Regions from separate parts of the Sus scrofa genome. Here region 1 is linked to region 2. The links are chromatin contacts, called in public Hi-C maps. All regions are on one chromosome and are shown on one strand. The core of a region is the stretch at or near the end of the contact, and the rest is flanking DNA. Distances in the headings are between cores, read along the strand shown.

Region 1 (5,352 bases), core at 99-2,598, 60 kb after region 2:
TGCCGGGACCCAGGGCACTTCATGGCACAGAGACCAGGGAAGGGCCGAGAGTCAGCGACAGCGACAGGAGAGCTGGGTGGTCCCTTTGCACTCTGCTCCCATCGCCAGCGGACAGACTCAGCCTGTCTTGTTCCCCCACGGTGGCTCTGGCCAGCCACGCGTCTGCCTCTTCTCCCCACCGCCCCCCACCCCGGGCCTGTCTGTTCAGGTCTGCAGAATTTACTTCTGCCTGTGACTCAGGGGAGCAAGCTCTGGTCACTGACAGTCCAAACCAACGGAGATCAGATCCGTCTCTGGAGGCACGAAAACAGGGATTTGCTGGGATCTTTCCGAGTCTCGGGATTTTCCTGGAAATCCCCAAGTAAGTGCTGCTTGTGGTCTGCAAAGCCAGGAAATTGCTTCTTACGGTTGGCTCCAGGGTGGTCAGGGACCACACAGGCCCGCTTGCGCCCTGTCCACTGAAGAAGGCCGCGTGTGTGTCCAACCAGTTTGTCTGTTTGCAGTTGTGAAAATTCAGAAGTGATTTTCCCTGGTCGGGATGAGCAGGTGGCCCGGCAAGTAACCATCAGCAGAAGGAGGAGACTCTCCCAAAAGGTGGAAGAAGACTGATGCCGAATGCCAGACCCCTGGCTCTGGCGGCCTGGCCCCATCGGCCTCTTGGAGCCTGACGGGTGCCTTGACCACGGTCTGAGGTCCAAGGTGAAGTGCCTGGGCATGGAGACGGGCCACTTGGACTGTGCCAGGACCTGTCATTTTCCAAGAGCACCTTATTCCGCTACTGAAAGCAGGCCCACCTGTCCTTCATGGGTCCTTTAATGTGCGTGCGTAATAGGATGGCCCAGGCGCTCCTGGCTTTGTTTCATGGATGTGTGCCCCCCTCCCCAGACTGTGAGCCCCCTGAAGTCAGGACAGGCCGCCTTCTTGCCTTTGCTCCGTGGCTGTAGAGGAAGCATTTCTTCAGTGCTAAGGGCAGGGTCCTGGGGTAACGACTTTGTGGGTACCGATTCCCTAGCGATGGGATGTTTGCTCCAAAGCCAGCCCCCATCTTTCCGCATCGTCCAGGACCACTGTCCTAAGGATGCCCTGCACTGAGGTTCTTAGGTTTGACTCTCATCAACCCCACGGCCTGTGCCTGCTAAACACGCCACACGGGCCATGCTTCCAGCAAAGCATGTCCTCTGAGATGAAAACACACCCACAGGCCCCTTTGCCGGGACCAGTAGCGGCCTGCTGTTAGCCGGGGAGGAAGGACTTGCATTCGTTGCTGTCACCAAGCTGACACTGTGCCAACCTCCGCATCTGGAAACGGTTATGAAGAAAGAAGAGGCCCGAAAGCCCAGGCCTCATGACCCTGCAGCCTTCCTTTCTGCTGCTCTGTTTATTAATTTACTGGTGTGGAGTGATCTGCTCAGGTCCCCAGTGTAAATTATAGGAACCAAAGTTAAAAAGAGGCCACGGCTGTCACAATAACTCTCTGAAAACAGGCCAAGGTCTTTTTATGGGGTCTTGGATGAACTTTGTGTCTTAAATAAACATGTTTTTTGAAGTTGCGTATTGGGTTGGACTTTAGTCGCCACGCCAAGCCTTTATAAGCTCTGCTCGAGCCCCGTGTCCCTCCCCAGCTCGGCAAAAGTCTGCCACATCTGCTGCAAGGGCTCCGCAGGATGTGCATGCGTGCATTTGGACACGTGCAGTCTGCTGTTTGCACATCACGCCGACACACCGAGGTGCACACTTCTCACCGCACCCCCTGTGCTTCCTTTAAACTGTAAGCATCTAGAGAGCTTGGGAGGAGCCTGAGAGTGTTTGTTTGTCACCAGCACCACGTGCAGCTAGCTGCTGATGGTGCCATGCAGACGAAACACAGCCGGGCAAGGCCGAGGGGCCCACCCGGGAGCTTGCTGGTTTTGGAATACGGAACGTGTTCACCTAGCTCGTTTGGGTCTGTTTTTGAGGAGGACCAAAAAGGAAGCATTAGGATATTTCGTAGATTTCCCAACGGTGGAGAACCCAAAAACCCAGCACAATCTTCAGTGGAATAATCAAGACGGCCTTTTCCTTGGCCCCTAAGCACGGACGCTCAGGAAAGCCGTCCCTTCAGGCTCTTGTGCTTTGAGAACCGTAAAGCCCTAACGAGAAGCAGAAACCCGGGCCCGCAAATATGTCTCTGGAATGAACCCTGTCTCTGGCTTCTGGCGTGATGTGTTGCAGTCTACCTTGCTGACTTGGCTTCCGTCTGTCCTCGACGACGATGATGAATCACCTCTTCTGGGAAACTGGGAAGAAACCCCACTCCCTGCGGCCCCCTCCCCCCCTCCGCTGCCCTCCCCATCCCCCACCGAGCTGTGTGGTCGGCAACTTCCCTTTGAAGGTCCTTTCCTAGCAAGCCGTGTATCAGGCACTTACTTCATTGTATGTGAGCCCGGCTCCCCAGATCCGACAGAGCGGCTCGTGTTTGGAGAAGGACTGACTCATCCGTGCTGGGCTTGCAGTATTGAGTTCAGGGAGTGTTTGTAGAATCCGTCCAGAACCACTCTGCAGAGCCAGCTGGTTGTCCATACATTACCAACAGGAGTGGTGTTTTTTGTTTTTTTTTTTAAATGATATAGACCAGTGGGACTAACTCAGACTCTAGTTCCACTGTGGCTTCCGAAATGTGCTAATTCAGGTAGGCAGATCTTTTCTATGGCCCCCGGGGGCCATTTTAATTCTTTCGTTGTCCTGAGATTTTCTTGTATTAAATGTTAATTAAAGGGACTGTGCCATTTGTTGGAAGACGTCTCAGGCACAGAGAGTTAATATTTGATCGGTAATTTAAAGAGGAATAAAGGAAAACTTTTTTTTTTTTAAACGTGCCTTGCTCCAGTGTTGTCACCTGTGGGTTTGTGCCAATTACCAAAGAGAATCAACTTTCACTTCTTGTTTTGCATACTTTGATGGTGCTTTAAGAGAAACAGTGACCGCTCGGCGGCGTAGCCCATCCTCCGTGTGAAATACATTAGGAAAGAAAATGGTCTGTCTTGCTGACCAAGGAGTCCGAAGGAAGTGGCTGTGGAGCACAGAAGGCTGAGAGGGTCTAGACCCTCGAGGCGGAATGGTGGCAACTGGCCGGCTTCTGCGGCCGTGCGTTTAAGGATCCCACGTGGGCTGAGACCATAGATTAGCGCCTGGAGCCCGGAGTAGAGCTGAAGGGACGTTGGGCGTGGCTGGGGGGACGGTCCCTATGGCAGGTCCCAGGGTCAGTGCCTCAGGCTCCCTTGGGTGTCCACCCGGACCCTGGGGAAAAGACAGGAAATAATAATAATAATAATTTCCCTCTTGCCCGCACTCGCTGAGGAGCATTTTTATTAGGCAAAAGTCTAGAGACTGCATGATATGGAGGAGCCGCAGCAAGCGTCAGCTGCCCGAGCAGCAGTGGTGTCCCCGCCCCCGTGCCTTGAAAGCCCTGGCTGCCTGGACCAGTGATGGAGCAGAGATACAGATCACTCTTTTTGCAGCCTGGGAGCCGCCTGGCCCCGGCAAGGTTGTTAAGGAGTGCTCAATGCTCTAAGAGCTGACCTGCTCCGAGGAGTATTGATTTCTGGTGAAAATAAATATCTCCGCTCACACCTCTGTTCCCCTGCCTGTCTGGGGTGGGAGGGGAGTGACTGCCCGCTGCTTTCCTCAGCAAGACCGCCCCATCTCCAGAGTGGCTCCAGGGGACTTGCCGGGGTTTGCTCCGTGGACATCCTGTGCAAGGGAGAGAAGGTTCCAGGGCTTTCTAGAAATGGGCAACTACACTACCTGGAGAGGGACCTAGAACCGGGACAGAGGCAGGGGAGCTGCTGGGAGCTGGGCTGTTTCCATTCAGATGCTGAGTCGTGCTTACTAGCTTCATCATTCTGCCGGTTGCTTTGCTTCTCCCAGCCCTGCCTCCCTGTCCGTAAAACAGGACGAATAACAATACCCATCCCATAGGATTATTTTTAGGATGGAACGACTCGATGCGTGGATATTACTTAGAATAGCCCTGCCATTGGGAGGCTAGAGAGTCCTTTACTGGGCTAGCATTGCGTGTGTGCGGGCCCGCACACATCCGCCCTCCTCCGTCGGGCCTCCCTGTGTCATTCTCTGCTCACAGCTTTTCCTAGACGCAGCCTCACCTGGGGGCACCCTGGGGGCTCCCGCCTGCTTCTGCTGTCTTCAGATGTAGCCATCCAGGCCCTTGAATGTGCCTGCTCTTCTCACAGCATTTACCCCACTCATGTCCGGTGAAATATCAGGAGCCCTCTGAATGAAAGAATGAGGAGGAAAATGCCAGAAGAGGCTGGGGCAGGGATGCGGCAGCCGATGCACACAGGGATGCCCTTGAACCTGTCCCGTTGGAGGGGCCCAGCGCCTGACTGCGGGGGGGAGGGGAAGGGGGTGCAGAGGAATTGGGGTGGGTTTCGTGAAGCCCTCGCTCGGGTTTAATTTTGTCCTTCCGTGCCGGGGTCAAGGAGAATGAGTTTGTTCCAACATGTTAAAACCAGCAGGCAAAATGGTGTGAGTCTTAACCCACACACTCTGCAGCCTGCGCCAATGGCCTTCTCCACCGTGGATCCCGACGTCCAGGGGTGCGGTGGGGGAGGCAGGGTAGTGTCAGGTTAAGAGCAGTTTCTTAGGCACTTTTTTTAAAAAAATAATAATGTTAGAGTTCCCTTCGTGGCTCAGTGGTTAAGGAATCTGACTAGGAACCATGAGGTTGCAGGTTCGATCCCTGACCTTGCTCAGTGGGTTAAGGATCCGGCCTTGCCGTGAGCTTTGGTGTGGGCTGCAGACGCGGCTCGGGTCCCGCGTTGCTGTGGCTCTGGTGTAGGCAGGCAGCTACAGCCCCGATTAGACCCATAGCCTGGGAAGCTCCATATGCCACAGGAGCAGCCCCAGAAAAAGACAAAAAAACAAAAAATAAATAAATGAAATAAGAATGTTTATTTTTTCCATTATAGCTGGTTTACAGTGTTCTGTCCATGTTCTCCTGTACAGCAAGCTGACCCAGTTACACATATGTGTATACATTCTTTTTTCTCACATTATCAGGCTCCATCGTAAGTGACCAGACATAGTTCCCAGGGCTACACAGCAGGATGTCATTGCTCCTCCACTCCAAATGCAGCAGTTTGCCTCTGTTGACCCCCGACTCCTGGGCCATCCCACTCCCTCCCCCTTCCCTTCCCCTTGGCAACCAGGAGTCTGTTCTCCAAGTCCAGGATTTTCTTCTCTGTGGACAGCTTCCTTTGTGCTGTATATTAACATGGATAGAACTAGAGACGCTCGTCCTAAGTGAAGTCAGTCAGAAAGAGAAAGACAAATGCCATGTGATAGCACTTATAT
Region 2 (4,881 bases), core at 432-2,931:
CTAGAAATGAGAAGTAATTCTGGAAATTCTGAAGAACTTTGAAACGTCCTTTGTTGTTAGTCTTGATAATCAAATCTAAGAAAATGTTTGAATTAAGGGAGATGCAAACTCTGAACCAGCAAAGTTTATTTAACACTCAATAAACCTCTTTCATATTTGCAATTGTGGAAGAGGAAAGTCTTAGAAATAAGAGCATGTCAAACTAATTTAGCCTAGCGTGGAGTGAGAAGGTAGGGGAGGGGATAAAATAATTATAAGAAAAATAATGATGCAGTGAAGCACGGAGGAGAGGATGGCTCTCTTAGTGCGTTTTGTTCAAACTTTGTTTCCGAGAAGTACAACTTCTCTTTAATATAGTAAGCATTTGATAAATATTCAATTGAATTAAATTTTCCATACTTCCAATTGTTAACATTTACAGAGAGATGCATCAACAGACTCATCCTTTGACTTCAAAACAAACAAAAACAGAAGCAAAAGCAGGCATCTGCTAATTTGGTGGTTAAGTTTATTTTAAAGATTCTTTGCCCTTCATGAATATGTGTACTATGAAGAGAAGCTGCAGAATGTGGTCATTAAGCATATTCTTTAAGATACCTCCAAAAGATGGGTTTCAAAAATCTTATACCTTGGAGTTCCCGCTGTGGCTCAGTGGTAATGAACCCGACTAGTATCCATCAGGACTCGGGTTTGATCCCTGGCCTTGCTCAGTGGGTTATGGATCTGGCATTGCTGTGAGCTCTTGTGTAGGTCACAGATGAGGCTTGGATTCCACGTGGCCGTGGCTGTGGCTGTGGCATGGGTCAGTAGCTGAAGCTCCAATCTGACCCCTGGCCTGGGAACTTCCATATGCTGCAGGTGAGGCCCTAAAAAGAAAAGAAAAGAAAAACTTATACCTCGGTGCCAAGCTTCAAATAATTTTGGCAACTAATATTTACCCTTAGGAATTAAGGCATGTATTAGACCGTTTATTAATGTATTTATTTTCTCTCCTGCTGTGACAGTTAAGGGAGGGTTCCGCTGGTCCCAATCCACACCAGTCTCCGTGTCAGAAAATTTCTAAATCAGATTCTTACACAACTTTTTTATATTTAACTTTTGTTCCATTGAAGTCCTGGACTCAGACTGAAAGGTTTTTCTTAAAGTCCTCCTCTTCCATGGTTATGTCTCCTTTAGTAAAGAAGCAGAGCTTCCCGCCGGAAATGATGGAGAATCACCCCCTCCCCTGTGTGTTCTTCCTAGTCCATTTCAACAAGCAAATATACAAGTTTCTGTTGTGATTTTGATTACTGATGCTTGAAAATCCATCCTTAAAATCAGTTTTAAAATTAGTCAAAATCCCCCCCCCCCAAAAAAAAAAATTAGCCAGGATTCTAAAATTGTAATTTTGACTTACCAGGCGAAATCAAAACAGCCAAAAGGACTCCAGTGAAAAACATGGGGCTTTGGCCTCCCATTGGATACGTGTTCCTCGGGTAGTCAGGACTGCCCCTGCCCTCTCCTTGAAGAATATCCAAGTTCAGACGGGTGTTTTCGAGCTAATTAGCCTTAGAATTCTGAATCTCTCATTTCTTTAATTTGGTGTGAGACATGCAAAAAATAAGAGAATGGAGGCAGTCAGATTCTAACAGGCCATGGGTAGCTGTTTGGTTCACAGGTAGGACCTGTGTAAAGGCTTTTGTTGGGAAAAGGTTAACTTTATCAATGATGCTAACTAAATATTAACAGAAAGTGATAAGGCTCGGCCAAGAGTGACTGTCTCTGGGCTGTGGCCGGTGGGAGAATATTGACATGAAAAATGGAATATTTGGGACTGTCTGCGAGTAGATCTTTCATTTCCGGGGTAGGACATATTTCAGAAAAGACCATTAATAATCTGTGACCCCCTCTAATGTATTTGTTAGTATATCACTTGGGTGTTTTGTTTTTTGATTATCAGTTATTTTTTATCTGGGTAATGTTTGCAAATAATTTTACTATTTTGATAAAATTATATTTCTTTCCTTTAAATATGCGATTTTAAAAACTCGCTTGTTTGTAATAATTTAAAATAACATCCCGAGTGCCCTTAGTATAGGAAAAGAGGAATTACGATATAGTCATACAATGGAGTATAATCATAACAGAATATATTTTATCAGTTAAAGTGGAGGCATTCTGTGTGTCTTAACAGCTAGATCGACTGTTTAACACTGTTGAATAAAAAAGGTACTTTTCACATGATGTGCACGGTGTTAAACCACTTATTAATACTTGAAAACAAAAATCTTTGCCAATAGCTGCATATGGAGTAAAAATACAATATGCACAGACTGATTTTAGGATAATAGCCATCTCTGCGGAGGGAGAGAAGTAGAATTGGGAAAGCATATGCAACGTGCTTAAACCCTAAAATACTTTATTTATAAAACAGAAAAAGATCAGAGGCAAATAATTTAAAAATGAATTTACTAATTATTAAATGTAGATACGTAAAAGTTTGTTATGTTATTCTTTAGACTTTTGTGCATATTCCAACATATGTTAGAATCTCCTCCTGTTATGGTAAATATTAGTTCATCCCTGCTTTAGTCACTTGTCAGTAGGAGACAGTTGGTGACCCTGGTTTGTCACCCTCCCTGCAGTGTCCCATTGCGGGCAGAGGGGTTTTCATGACTTGGGGTTCATCAGCATGACTTGCTCTGACCAATAAAATGAGCCAGAAGTGACAGTGCGTCAGTAGAGCATGAGCCATACAGGGTCTGTGACTTTCCATTCGCCGTCATTGTAAGGAGAGCGTTCCTGGACCAACCTGCTGGCACCAGGAAGAGAATGTGGGTGGCATGGAGCAGAGTCGCCCTAGCCAAGTCACCCCCCGCCTGAGGCCAGCCTAGCATGCCTCGTACGTGTATGAGCAAGAATAACTGGTTGTCATTTGAAGCCACTGAGTTCTGGGGTGGTAGGTTACAGAGCAGTAACTAAACAACACCAGTTAGGGTGTATTCCACTTTTTACTTCACACACGGTCTCTCCAGGAGGCATCTAATGTGTAAAGTGTGGAAGGCCTATGCATTGAATATATCCAAAAAATTGAGTCAGCCCACGAGAAGAAAAAAATGAGTGCAGCAAATCTGAATTGTTTTTGTTTTTGTTTTGTTTTGTTTTTTGTCTTTTGCCATTTCTTGGGCCACTCCTGTGACACATGGAGGTTCCCAGGCTAGGGGTCTAATTGGAGCTGTAGCCACCGGTCTTCGCCAGAGCCACAGCCATGCAGGATCCAAACCGCGTCTGCGACCTACACCACAGCCCACGGAAACACTGGATCCTTAACCCACTGAGCAAGGCCAGGGATCAAACCCGAAACCTCATGGTTCCTAGTCGGATTCGCTAACCACTGAGCCACGATGGGAACTCCCCCGAATTGTTTTTTGTCTCTGGTTTGGGTTCTGTTTGGTTTAAACATGTATACATTTTCATCCATCAAAATGCAAAATCCAACACATATTCCTATAAAACACATAAAAGCTTAGATTGGTGGGACTGCGTATGACAACAATGCCACCAACCATAAGGTGATACTATCCAATTCAAAGAGGCTTTTTCCTTCATGGGGTCTCTAAGAATGAAAGCTGGGAGAATTAGCCTGCAGAATTGGGCTGGCGTTTTTAGCTGTAATGCCAGGCACTGTGCAGGGCAGCTTATGTGTCGGGCACTCTGCTCAGTTATTCTATTATTCTCACCAGAGCAGACACAGAGGAGGGCTGTGTCTCCAGGAAGGGGGCTACCTCAATAGCCTCCGTCCAGCACAGTCATTGGTGGGGAGCAGCCAGTACAAGGCGTGGTCTCAGTTGCAGGTGAGGTGATGGACTTCAAGGCACAGAAGCTGGAGACCTTGGTCAGTTATCCTCCGTAGACGGGGCCCCGGGAACAGTGTTTTCATGGCCATCACTACACGTTGCAGCAATTTTCAGAAGTGAAAAAATAGAGGTTATGTTGTTATTTTTAATACACCTTTGATGCGTTACTACCAGCCCTGTTTTGCAGATAATGTTCCTGAAAATAGAAAGTTTGGGATGTGGAAATCGCAAAGAAATGAGAATTGCCTCCCAGTTTGCTGACACCAAAATCCATATTTTACCCTCTGCAGCATATTGCTTGTTCAGAAGAGCAACTGTTCCTTCCTCAGAATCGTCACATTCCAGCTGAATATCCTAAGCGCCCCAGTTCACGGATTGCATACTGGGGGCCTCAAGAGCTGAAGTTCGATGAAGATATTAACAGTGGTAATAATGGCAGCCCACGCTTCCCGAGCGCATGCTGTTTGCTAAGTGCTCTCCTGTGTGCTTCGTATGGATTATTTTTTTTACTCCTCCTGTATCACCTCCCACCCCATTTTCTACAGGAGAAAACAAAGGCACAGCTTGATGACGGAAGGGCACTCAAGATCACCCAGGGAGGATGTAGCAGATCTGGAATTGAAATCCGTGAGGAAGTTAAGTAAGTTCTGCCGTGCTGTGTAAAATCGTCCGCAGGGGTTCTCTCTGAGGCAGCTGACATTTCTCCAGAGCCGTGGTTCTCAACCAGGAAGATTTTGTCCCCCCAGGAATATTTGACAATGTCGGGAGACATTTTTGGTTGTCACAGCTACTGGTGTGGATGGTGAATAGAGGCCAGGGGGCTGCCAAATATCCTGCCAGACTCAGAACAGATCCTTCAACAAAGAATTGTCTGGCCCCAGATGTCAGTCGTGCCAAGGTTAAGAAACTCCGATCTAAGGTATATCAAATATTTTGTACCTGGAGTGAAGAACGTATTGAGTTACATGTGTCCAGATGATTCCTGACAGGTTTAAAAACATCACAATGGGCACTGGCATATTAAGTTTCTTGGACCATATTCGGT

What was found. Hi-C and Micro-C count contacts between places; a contact is called where the count stands out from the background.
Region 1: a Hi-C map of liver shows a contact between it and region 2, with 1.6 times the contacts expected there. The contact joins the enhancer-like site here to the promoter of LECT2 in region 2. A contact is called at or near these places in 4 of 47 Hi-C or Micro-C datasets (embryonic fibroblasts, fetal liver and liver) and 1 of 2 datasets of contacts at active chromatin or transcription factors (skeletal muscle).

The regions. Positions count from the first base shown.
Region 1 is chr2:138,178,988-138,184,339 of Sscrofa11.1, forward strand. No RefSeq gene overlaps it. Among named protein-coding and RNA genes, the nearest start is that of TGFBI, 10 kb to the right of the region's middle. Within about 2 kb of position 1,349, at least 22 of the 83 cell types and tissues checked have an H3K27ac peak or open chromatin away from gene starts, as enhancers often do. A contact at or near this core is called in embryonic fibroblasts, fetal liver and liver, where this site is marked.
Region 2 is chr2:138,118,604-138,123,484 of Sscrofa11.1, forward strand. It overlaps LECT2 (leukocyte cell-derived chemotaxin-2), which reads right to left and starts at 1,682. Exons shown (of 5, transcript XM_021084783.1): 1 at 1,397-1,682. The coding sequence starts at 1,457.